2 separate regions of the Takifugu rubripes genome follow, and region 2 is linked to region 1. Evidence: chromatin contacts called from public Hi-C data. All regions are on one chromosome and are shown on one strand. The core of a region is the stretch at or near the end of the contact, and the rest is flanking DNA. Distances in the headings are between cores, read along the strand shown. Region 1 holds the start of rgs22 (regulator of G protein signaling 22). Region 2 holds the start of osr2 (odd-skipped related transciption factor 2).

Region 1 (6,139 bases), core at 1,979-4,478:
CCCGCGGTGTCATAGCAACGCTGATGGGACCAATTTAGAGTTTGTTTGAGAACTAGTTTTCGAGGTAAAACAGCTGTGATTTTAATATAGAGTTCAGGTAACACGTGAATCATAATTAAAAAAAAAAAAAAGAAGTAATGATTCAGTCATGTTGATCATACAGATCAACAGAATCCTCAGAGAGGCACACTTCATGCTGCTCGCTTGTCTTTTAAATGTATTTTATTCCCCCCTTCAGGTCATTTGAATCCCCCCCTCCTTGTGTTTCTGCTACACGTGCACCGTGTAAGGAGAAGATGCAGTGCACTCCTGAATCCAACATCTACCTCCAGAGCTGCAAAGGCCAACAGAGTTATGACTGCTCTGACAGCGGCTATTCCGGGTTATTCCGCAGCCCTCCGAGCGTCGCTGGAGCCGACTCCTGCAAGTCCTTGTCTCCAGAGGAATGCGGTGGAACATCTAAAGAGAACCTCAGGCCGTCTGTCACACCTAGCTGGTGTGAAACTCCTAGAAGAGATTCCTCTTTGCGTCAGAGACGTCTGATATGCAGACTGACCCAACCGGTGAAAGCTGACATCAGGTCGCCGTGCTCCAGCGGCACCGACGCCTCTCTGGGATGGCTCAGCTTCTCATTTGACTCCATAGACGGTGACACAGGCCCTTTAGACCCCGCGCAGGATCTCCCCTTATCTTGCAGGAAACGTCGCCTCCTTTTCACCCAGACGAGGACCTCCACTCTGGACGACGGGAAACTCAACTCTGCTCAACTCTCCAGTTTTGGGAGCAGAATTTCACTGTCGGACGCAGAGTTCAGTGAGAATCTTTCTGCCGCCGATCAGCGAGAAACTCCCATCTTCAACAAACTCTTGCCTGGCTCGTCAAAGAGAAGCTTTCGGTCGCCCATCGGCAGCGTCGCAACAGATCTGTACGATGATACGAGCGCCTTGTGCACGCCATCGTCCACACACACACACAAATTTATCAGGTATTGATTTTTCAGATACTCCCCCCCCCCCCCCCCCCCCCCCCCCATGTAATTTTAATGTTTATTTACATTTTGCTGTAAATACAACGGCTAGGAAATAAACGATAAATGATTGAACTCTTGTGCACCTTTGTGATCCCTGAGCAGGTCTGCGTGTGAAGACAGCGGGTTTAGCTCGCTGACCCTCGACAAAGATTCCCCGGTGGACTACGATGGCTCGTTCCAGGAGCTGCTGCTCTCTGCCTCCCGCGGACACGCCGAGACGCCAAATCTGGCAGAGTCAAAGCGGCGATCCCGTTTGCATCGCCAGAACAGACTCTCAACACTCAAAGAAGGAGGCTCGCAATCTGAGGAGGACCTCGCGGACAGAAGGCACGCACGGTCCCAGCAGACGTGCAGCCATTCTAAAGACGATGACGTCTTTGCTGAGAACGCCCCGCCACACGCTGCCATCTCTGCCGATAGTCTGGCTCCTGGGAGACCGGTTTACGCCACCCCCTTAAGAGCAACAAGGGCCAAGCCAGAAAACGCGACCCTGCGTGGCACATCTGCCGTTCCAGATGAGACTCCTCACAGGAGGAGGACCTCTGTCAATCTGTCTCTGACCCCGGCTTTACAGCTGGTTCATGCCATGTGCCAGCAGAAAGCCCAGATGTTCACAGGCCACAGTCCCAGTCTGAAGGAACAGCTGAGATACACCGCAGCGCTGACGGAGACCCCTGTGATGTTCAGGACCTCCCTGCCCCTGGCCGGGCTGATCGGAAGGAAAATGGGCCTGGGGAAGGTGGACATACTCACCGAGCTGAAGAAGAGGAGCCTCAGACACGTCCTGTCCATCATACTTGGCGAGCTGAGCCCTGAGAGCGTCTACAGGTGGGATGCGAATGTTTTCTGTTCCGCGACTAAAGCTTTTGCTTCAACGTGATCTCCACGTCTTCGCTAGGTGCGGTCAGGTGTGTAAGAGCTGGAGCGAGGTGGTCCAACAAGACGAGGGCGCTTGTTTGAAGAGGAGAACCCATCTGATGGAAGTGGACGCCGGTCTGGAGGTGAGGTTGACCCCTTTTGGCACAGCACACCTCTGCCCCAGAAGAGTATTCTGACTGTGGGTGTGTTCTCAGTCAGGGGGAGCTCACCATGTGCCAGAGGCAGAGACCAGGCTCACGCTTCTCAAGAGGTCAGCCCTCAAGAGTGTTCAGGCCCAGTCTCGAAGCTCCAGCTTCTGCACCCCCCAGTCAGCCAAAAGCACTTTAACACCTTTGCAACACTCGGGCAGCAGCAAACGGGATAAATTTATTGAGGCGAGTTGAAGCTCAGTGATGAAAATGTGTGTCGACAGTGGTCGGTTGGTTCAAGGTCTCTTTTATCTCCCCTCCCAGGTTGCCAAAACGCTCTTCAACGACGAGTGCCTGAAGCCCTGCCCGCGATGCCAGCACCCCGCAAGGTGCCACTCCGTGAAGGGAGAGGGCATCTGCAGCAGAGCTGATTGTGGTTTCCAGTTCTGCACGGCCTGTTTATGCACCTTCCACGGTTCCAGGGAGTGCGGCAGCCAGTCTGTCGGCCGCCACAATAAAGACAAGCTGCTCCCAGGAAGCGCTCAAAGCAAGCGCAACGTTAGGAGGCTGTGAGCACAATGAACAATTTATGTCCTTCGGTCACTTTATTTTTTAGGACTTTTGAAGTACAGGAGACTGATCTGTAGCCAGTACATGAGAACAACTTCTGTACTTTTCAGTGTGTCTTTGTCCATTTCCTTGTACTGTAGTTGCCTCAATTTTTCTCCGATCTAGTTCTTACTTGTGTGTTTTTAAATTATGTGTATAAAGTCAACAGGCCAGAGGTTGAGTTATGCTGTCGGTGCACCTTGATCAACTGTACGTAACATTTTTGTGGGATTCGAGATTTTCAACTTTTACCAGTGTTTTTCAGAGCAATTTTAAAATAAATTCATTTAAAAAGAAAAAACAACATTTTCCTGAGTTTTATAGATTGAAGTCAGTACTCTTTTCTTTGGTGTTTGGCGTCACCTAGTGGCACGTGTTCGCTACAACAATGTTAATCACATGTTTCATTTTTAAAAAGATGCAAGTTTCTGTCTAGGTAAAAAAAAAAAAATCAATTTAGTGAAAGGGTGATTTTTGTGAGAATTGGCAGGGAGGAGACCTCCAGTCTCTGGAATCCTAGTTAAACTTTTACTGCCCCCTGTGTTTTGAAAATGACTCCACTTCCATAGCAACCTGCAGTGTGTCTAATCTGAGAGCTGCAGGTTGAATGTTCAGAAGTGTCGTTACGGCTTCACTGCTCGGTTTGAAATCAAAACCTTTTCTGCTCTCTTCATTTTTCCTGAACAATGTGGGGAATCCCATCATCAGGTGACACGTTTAAGAATTGCAATATGTATTTAAAAAAAAAAAAAAATCCTTTTAATATTTAACCCATCTTTGTCTTCAAGATTTTCCCCTCCTGACTGCCAGCAACTTTGTAAGTACAAATTCACCCTGACATTTAATAACATTTTCTTGGATGCATCATGAATTTAATGTTCCACCTGCAGGAGATCTCTCTGGCTTCTGATGATCTTTTGGCTCACTTCTTCAATGATTTTTTAAGTCTGCCGGTAAATTAGTCCTAATATCTGACATGAATATGATCCCATTCTGAACCCAAATCACTGGTTGCTATGCGGTTCTTTCCAGTCATTTCAGGAGGGCTTGCTATATAACCCAGAGACCAGGCTGTTCGAGGTGGCGACTGATGAAGCAGAGCTTGTCTGCAGAAGAATCAGATCGGTGCTGCGGCGCAGCAAATCACAGCTCCTCACTGGGGACCCTGCTGACCTCTGCAGCAGCCCTCCTGTGGACAACCGCTACACTGTCACTGTAAGATTATTCCTGTTCACAGCGATATCGGAACATTTTCTTACGTACTGAGGCTGTCTGATCTTTAGTGTCTGGACAGAGAACAAGGAATTCAGTGGATGATAAGGGAACGATTACCCTTATTTCTTCTGAGTGATTGCTACAGTGAATACAGGTGAGAGCCCAGCATGTTTACTACTCTAACCCAAATGAAGGGTACTTTGTTCTTATCTTGCTCTGATTTTTGTTCTTTGTTATTTAAATTTTTCCTTATGTGTAATTTAATTGGTTTGTTAGTACCTCAAAGTTCTCTTACAGATTTAAATTGGATTGGTATTTATTGACGTTTGGCTGTGAGCAGGTATTGGCATCTTTGTTTTCCCTTAGGCTTGCTAAGCTGTTTCAGCAGGAATTTAAAGTTTTTACCCAGAGGTTGAAGTTCGGAGGACGTTCCATCCAGTCAGCTCCTCCACTGCGCCGCTCCTCTAAAATGAATGAGGGAAACGTCGACATGCGGCGACTCCAGATGTGCTCAAAGTCTGCAGAGGACGTCTCAGTAGAAGATAGTGGTGTGTTTAAACTACATGTCTTCTGTCTGTGTGCAGTTAAGTGAATGTTTTCTATTTGTTCCTACCTGTTCAGGATCTGGAATAAAGGATTTAACATGTCAGCTTCCTGAGCACGAACGGAGCAACATTACTAACGAGGGTTCCTCCAGCTCACCCGAGCCTGTTGCTCCATCCTCTGATCACGCCAAACTCCATTATGGGGAAGTGCAAGAACCCAAGTTCGTCACAATGCTGCCATCAGTTGGTAACAGGGAGGAACGTCAGAAAGAGTGCAGTAACCATGGTTACAGGTCCGTTGAGCTGCAGCATGAGTGTTTAGTTTCCACAGTGGAGAGTCGGGTGTTCAACAATGCTGAGACAGTGATGGAGGGTCCGAACCAGACAACTGCTTCTGCTGATGTCAGCAGGTCAGCAGAACAGACAGCCTGCACCGGCCCCCCCGGACCCTGTGAATGTCAAGCTCCAGCTGTTGGCTGCAGAGAAACGCTTGAGGGGAGGGAGGGAAAAGTTCAAGAAGGCACGGGGGGTGTGAGAGTGGAAGAAAGAGCTCAACGGCTGGAGGCTGGGAGTGGGGGCCTGGGGCAGAAAAATGCACCATATATTTGTTTCTATGGCATCTGTTGCCATGGTAGTAGACCTGGCTTGGATGACTTTAAGGAGTTTTTGCACGGAAGGCCCGGTGAGAAGACGTTTAACCTCTGGATGGATATAGAGAGATTGAAGCTGGTGCAGAACCGAGAGCGGAAGAACAGGTGACCTTTAATTTGTTGATGTAAATTAACCATCACCTTTAATCACTGCTGCGCTTGTAATCCTCACAAATGTGATCAGATATTTGGCTTTGATGAGGGGCTGGTACCTGCTGAGCAGCAGCCGCACCCATTTACCTGCGGCGCTGCTCTCCCCACTGGGCCTGAACACCTCCCCCTGCTGGACAGAAGAGAACCTGCGCTCCGTTCAACCCAACCTCACAGAGTCTCTGCTGCACTACTGGTGAGATTTAACACTACGCTTAGAATTGCACTGGAAGAAGCTGCTACATTGCTTTTGTTACCATTGATCACAGTATATATGTGGTCAGGCAATTTTGTGTGTAATCACAAGACAGTGCTCCTCGCTCTTTATTTTATAAGATTCATATTAGGTATAGGTTGGATGTGGCACATGCTAGTAATGTCTAAAAAAAACAAGTAATTTTCTTCCCCCAGGGCTCCACGGTTCTGGATGTCCCAGCGTTTCCAGAGAAACTTTGACGACTCCCCTTACGGGAGGTTTGGGAAGGACCAGCGTCTCATCATAGAGCCACCCCTTGATTCTCTGGCCCACCGGGACAGCGCCACGCTCCAAGCCCAGCTAAGTATCCATACACAGGTACGGTTGTAATTAAGCTTTCAATCAATTACAGAAAAAATAGCTCAAAAGAGGTTTTCGAAGCTGCATTTTAAAGTGCTGTATGTGTTTCATCAGCTCTCTGGGGGCAGAGGTCCCTTGCTGAGCAGCACATGCATGGAGACAATGTTGGAGGCTCTGAACGCCGACGGCTGTGCTGGATCATATTTCACGACCTTCTGTGAACAATCTGGAAACCAGGTACCCCAGCATCATTCATGTTACATTCTGGTGTTGGTCCCAGTGTGAAGCAACTGCGTCTCCCTGTGTAGAAATGTAATTAGATAAATAGATTCATCATGGTTGCTGTTGTTGCAGCTGTGGGAGAATGCGGCTCATTT
Region 2 (6,139 bases), core at 1,607-4,106, 250 kb after region 1:
TTTGGAGACACGATTGGACGCGCAAGAGGAAACCCTGATCGTTTTCTTCCTCCAGCTCCACGCTTTTTAAAACGTGCCTTTGGATACTCCGACAGCTCCCAAGATTTTTTTTTCCAAGTCACACAAAACCCATTTGCGAAAATGGAGGCACACGCAAGAGCCATCACATTAAATCGTTTTATTTCTTTGTGGTAAGAGTGAAAAAGTTCTTGACAGCGCAAAAAGAAGTCCGAGAATAGCAGCATGGTGGATTATTATAAATATAGATACAAATAAAGGCCGTTTGCTTGGTTTTCCCTCTTTTCTGTCTAAAAATGTGAACAAAAAAAGGCAGGATTAAAAGATGATAAATAAACACAAGGGCAGATTTAGCTGTCACATGATCATTAACCTGCGGTCTAATCCATCAACTGTTTCTCCAAACCGACACGTTGCATTTAATGAATAATCTGCTGTAAAAACCGACTGACAGCGTCAATATTTGTCATCAACTTTTTAAAAAAAAGGATTTTCTCGAAAACTTTCCTCTGTCGGCTTTTTTAAAGCGCACAGTGATTACGCGGGCGGACACACACTCACCCACACACAAGCGTACACACACACACGCACTCACACACACACACACACACACACACACACACACACACACACACACACACACACACACACACACACACACACACACACAGATAAACAAAAAAGCTGCATATTTTTTCATCTTAAATCGAAACGTTATTAAAACCGACTGAACATAACTGAATTTTGCATTCACCCCAGGAGTTATAATCTGGATATCCTGAGGTGACTGATCAGAATGTACAGATAGGACTCTTAAAATATTCAATCATCGCCTTTATTGTTCTCCTGGATAATTATCTTTAGCTTTATCGCACAATAAATTGACAGGGCGAAACTCCTGTTTTTGACGGGATAATGTAATTCATAAAGTTCGGTGCAGCCCTGACAGGAGTCTGCAGCCGCTGCTCTCCCTGACGCGGCTCTAGCGCCGCCTAGTGGCGCCTCTGCCGCACAGAAAGCTGAGTCTCGGCGCAAACTTGATCTTTTCTGTCCATGCCGCTGAAAATATGCCTTAATGAAAATAACAGTATCACTGCGGGGAAGGCTTGTCAAATAACAATCGGTCTAATAAAACCCTATAATTTTGCCCCAAAGACTAAAAGAATAACAAATCAAATATATTTTATTACCGCGACCAATAATTGGAGCTTCTGGCCTCCTCACGGTCGCCTTCAAACCGCAGCAAATAATCAGCACGGGGAGAGATAACAATCAGGGAGCAGAATGTATATGATTTAATGTATATGATCTGTCCTCCATCCAAACGCTAATTTTCATTTTGTGAGAGCTGCAGAACGTTCTCTGCACACAACATGCTTGTGGTTTTCTGTTCGGTTTCACATCACCAGGGCCCCCATCTTCACTGTCAAAACACTCAACAATTGCCGACAGATTATAAGACACCCAACACCCCCGAATTTTTAACTTATAGATGGTGGCACTTTCTCAACATATCAATTTCACCCTGAAAACTTCTAACAATGTAAACTGTATTTACTCTTTCTCCCTGGGAATCAAAAATACAAACACTACGGTTTTGAATATATGTCGGCCGAGTCCGCAGCCAGAAGCGTCGGTGATTACTTTTCCTTTTACAGGGAATTTCTGCAGTCGAAATTCATTAAAGTCTGACAAAATATGTGCAAATTCTGCCAAAAACATGAACTTCCTGGGGGATGTGGCCCCTGTTTTTATTTAAGATCAGATTTATTGGCTGCTGTTAAACAAAAAGCCTTTGATTTCTAATAAATTGGAATATTTACGATTCTTTAAAGTTATCAACACATTCATTCGGATTCCCCCCCCCCCAATGTGTGTTGTTTTTGTTTCGATTTGACAATGACGTTGTGAGCTAGAACAAATGATTAATGTTATTAATCCCGATTTTAAATGTTGGTTTCTGCTGTAATATTATGCTCAGTATAAAACGACCCCCTCAAAAAAGGCTTGGAATTTTATCTCGTTTTCATTTGTTCTGACCGGGACATTCTGTATGTGGTCTCTGGTTTTTATTTTGTATTTTACTGTCAGGCCCACACCGATCTGCACCATATAGGATTACCATATTCTTTATAGATAGGGTATATGTCAGAGGCAGAGTTAGTGCTTTGGCCTTTGGCCCTGCCCGAGTCCCCTGCAGCCGCCATCATTCTCTATGATAATCTGACTCCCACAGAGTATCAGTGTTGCAGCTCATTGCAGCTGCCAGGTCTATAATGGCCACCACTCCTCTTCCAACAACACCGAACAACAGAGAAGAAACCTTATTATTAGTAGTATTATTATTATTATTCTTCGAGGCCTCATCTAATTCTGCAGAGCCACCCAGTGTTCCGGATTAGGGTTGGACTGTGGCAGAAATATGCACTGACAATTCAAGCGATCTTTCTTTGTTGTAGCTGTGAATTGATAATATTGTAATTATCGTCAGAAATGGAGTAACAAGATGAGAAACATGACAGCTATTTTGTGATTATGTTCATCAGTTAATATAATTGAAAAACTATTCTTCCAATTCTCCTATCAATATTTAAGGCTTTCATTAATATATACAGCTTGATTTGGTTTTTTTACTCTTAAGTTGTTAGTAAAAGTCCTTCTTGTATCTGGTGTCTCAGTCCCATAGCTTCTACCTACATGTTTTGAGCAGTATTTCTCATGTGGTGTCATTTCAGGTGCTCTTACCTCTGCTGTACCTGAGGAAGCGTCATGCCGAGCAGCCGGCCTGGCTCAGAGCATCATTGGTTTGTGTATGTCTGTGTCGCTGCGTCTCTGCCAGCAGACAGGATGTCAGATCCATATATGCAGGGGAGGTAAACCCTGTCACTCTCACCTGCTGTGGTTTCGAAGCCCCCACATCCTCATCTACGTTCATCATACACTCATCCTGCCTCAGCTGCTGCTGCCGCCGCTGCTCACGGAGTGGGGTTTTTCTCTCAAAGACCCCCAAAGTCATATTTTCCTCCACATCACACACTTCTTACCTAAAACCCTGCACTTCTAGGAAAGGGAGATGTGCCACACTGTTTTTCTTTTTCCTGGATTGTTTCTTCTTCTTCTTCTTCTTTTTAACCGGATTTAAACAGTTAAAGTCTACACAAGTATGGTACATATACATACTACACACTTTATTTATTTCTGGCCAGTGCTGCCATGTCTTGCATATTTATTGTATGTTTGGAGGGACTAAAATCTGAAAGTAACATATTGCTGAGGGACACAAACTCAAACACATTCAAACATTTCTGTAAAATCTGAACCTGACACTTGTTATTGAGCCTATCCCCACTCTGAAATCTGTGTGACTCCGCTGATGATGGTAACATCACGCATGTCCCCCCTCTGTCCAGACCAGGATGCAGCTCTGCCCATCTGCTTTATTGTCAGAGAGCGCCCCCTATTGGCTTAACAGTGAACTATTATGACGTCAAGGTGACTCCAACTTCACGCAGCGTCACCGAACAGTGCAAAAATAACATGTTTAGAACAGAATGTGCCATTTAAATAATATATTCTACCCATGAACTACACCTCCAACTTTAAATTACACTTTAATTCAGGAACAAACCCACTTCAGTCGCAACTTTTTTTAAAAATATATATCTTTTGGATTGTTTCATCTCACACAGAACATGAGAAAAGAAAGAAAATGGATTTTGATTGAACATTTATGTTAGTAGGAAAAGGGGACTTGCAGTGTGTCATGCATTCCTTAGGCCTTCTGCATGATCTCTTCTCCATCTGCTGTCCATTGCCTCTCTTCTCCGGTCTCTTGCCATCTGTTTAACAGCGCTTGGCACCTTTGCGTGACCAAACGCCTTTGCTCCCTTCAGCGTCATCCACTTTGCCAGAGGAGCATAAAAACGAAAACCGCCATGATATCGTGCTCTTTCAACTAATAAAATCCACCAGTTAATGCTGCTCTCGCCCGGCACCAAATCCCTTTTGTCAGCAAATAGCTTCCTCCTTTTCCCTTGTCTGCGCTGGCCAAGCGCTTCTGTAGCGCTCCCTGCCATTAACATGACATCTTTGGTTACATGTTGTCAGGCCTGATGGCGTGCAGAGTGAAGAAGCAGTGAAGAGCAGGAGCAAGGAGGGATCTGTGGAAGATCATTAGGGTTCAGACGTCCCACTCATCAGCTGATTTCACCCTGTTCTGCAGGATGTTTACCTGCCGCCCGTCCAAACTGACTGCCTGATATCTGAAATGCTGAAATAATGTGAGGACAGCAGAGGTGATGGAAGTGTTGCAGGAAACGAGGGATGAAAACATGGAAAGAATAGTCAAGGAAGTGGGGAAGAAAGAGAAATACTGTAAGGCTATGACGTGCCAGGCCATAGCTGAGTGTGTGTGTGTGTGTGTGTGTGTGTAAAAAGCCAGCAGGAGGGCAGGGGTAGCTGCAGACTCCAGGCTCCACATCCTCAGAAGCCACAATACAGGCAGAGAGGGTCACATGAAACCTCGTGCAGCCTGTTCACTCTGCTTTAGGGTCGCTGCCTCTTCGCTTTGTTACCGTCTGAAACTGTTCATGGCTCAACTGTGGCAGGCACCACCTTTTTGTATGCCGGGTGGGGATTCTCTGGATCCAGTTGCCCTGCTGGTGTGAGGGCTGGAGAGCTTTTCCAATGTAGTCTTAATGTCTTATTGCCCTCCACACATGACATCATAGCAGTTCTGCCTCCTTTCTGACTGACTTTGTACCTCAGTGTATTAACTCGGTCCAGTTGAATTGTTTGACTGGACTTGCTGTGGATAATAATTCAGTTTTTTGTCACTTGGAAGCAATAATGTTTCACTTTTCTCATTTATGTCTTGGGGTACATTTTCACATTTTCACCCTATGAGGTAAACTGGCAGGTTTTAACGTTAGGTGGTCCATTACACGTCATAAAATCAATGAAAAACACATTCAGAGACAGGAGGCCATGTTGCTGATCGCTGATAAAGACATCCCACTGACTCCACTGATGGCACCACCAACCTGATTCAGTTTTAGTTCCTGCCACTGTTGTGTTTCATGTGTGTGTGTGTGTGTGTGTGTGTGTGTGACTTCTATAAAGTCCCCAGAGACAATCTTGATTGTAACAAAACACATTCAAATGAAGTTAAATTAAACTGAACGAAAAAGAATGGAGCCAATTGATGCCTGGCAAACGCTTCCGGGCGTACTCATCCCATGAATCCTTATCTGTTGCTTGGCAACCATACTCCAGCAATTTATTGGATCCTTCCAAAGTTCAGCCAGCGAGTGAAAGGCAGGAGTCCTTTTTGATTCCCTAGTAACCAATCCTGACAACATAGGGGCACCAAGATGATCTGTTCTGAACATCGTGGCCAAAGTAAATGCAATCACTTTGATGCAGTGGTTAGTTCTTCTCCCTGGACTCTGGGCCTGGCTTTCATGTATTTTGATTTTTAATTTAATCCAACCTTCATAATTTTCCATGAGATCGTTGGATGGACATTTCTTGGACAGTGTTTCAGAAATCTCCTCCTTATCTTTGGGTGGAGTAACTAACTATCTGATAAGCATTTCTTGTGAGGCAGAGACAAGTTTATTGGGAAAATATCAGCAACTAAGTCAGTATGTCAAAGGGCCTACCCTTTCAGAGACCTTTTTTCTGCCCATGCTGTTTAGATTTATTTGCGTGTATGTCTCTCAGCCAGCACTCCCTTCTGCTCATCGGCTCCTGGCTGTGAAGTGATGGACGGTAAAATTCTCCCGGCACCTGTTTCCTGGCTGAGCTCGTGCGCTGCTAATAAGCAGATGAGAGACATTAACAAAATGACTGCAGCACACTGGGAGGATAAATCAGCAGAGTGAGCCGAGCATCACATCCAGCATGTCAGAAACGACGGTCTCAAAAAAAAAGAAGCCCCAATTAGAGCTGAGGACGTCACTACCTGGGCTGGGATGCAAAGATCAGAAGAAGAGCTCAGACGGATGAAGACAAGTGATGGGAAATTCAGCAGCGCATGGGTGGAGAGGGAGGTGGGCTGGAAATGTGAGGAAAAGAGGGATGGAAAGGGGAGATGTGAAGAGCGGCTATGGAGGGGGTT

Evidence for each region. Hi-C and Micro-C count contacts between places; a contact is called where the count stands out from the background.
Region 2: a Hi-C map of muscle shows a contact between it and region 1, with 3 times the contacts expected there. The contact joins the promoter of osr2 here to the promoter of rgs22 in region 1. A contact is called at or near these places in 2 of 2 Hi-C or Micro-C datasets (muscle and an unstated tissue).

Annotation. Positions count from the first base shown.
Region 1 is chr7:6,472,891-6,479,029 of fTakRub1.2, forward strand. rgs22 (regulator of G protein signaling 22) reads left to right here and starts at 3,229. Exons shown (of 23, transcript XM_029839040.1): 1 at 3,229-3,354; 2 at 3,435-3,463; 3 at 3,537-3,599; 4 at 3,679-3,861; 5 at 3,930-4,015; 6 at 4,228-4,409; 7 at 4,483-5,161; 8 at 5,241-5,402; 9 at 5,618-5,780; 10 at 5,877-5,999; 11 at 6,117-6,139. The coding sequence starts at 3,333. fbxo43 (F-box protein 43) reads left to right here. Exons shown (of 6, transcript XM_011605290.2): 2 at 239-985; 3 at 1,133-1,858; 4 at 1,929-2,031; 5 at 2,104-2,283; 6 at 2,362-2,947. The coding sequence starts at 297. The coding sequence ends at 2,610.
Region 2 is chr7:6,725,024-6,731,162 of fTakRub1.2, forward strand. It overlaps osr2 (odd-skipped related transciption factor 2), which reads right to left and starts at 2,857. Exons shown (of 4, transcript XM_011605287.2): 1 at 2,764-2,857.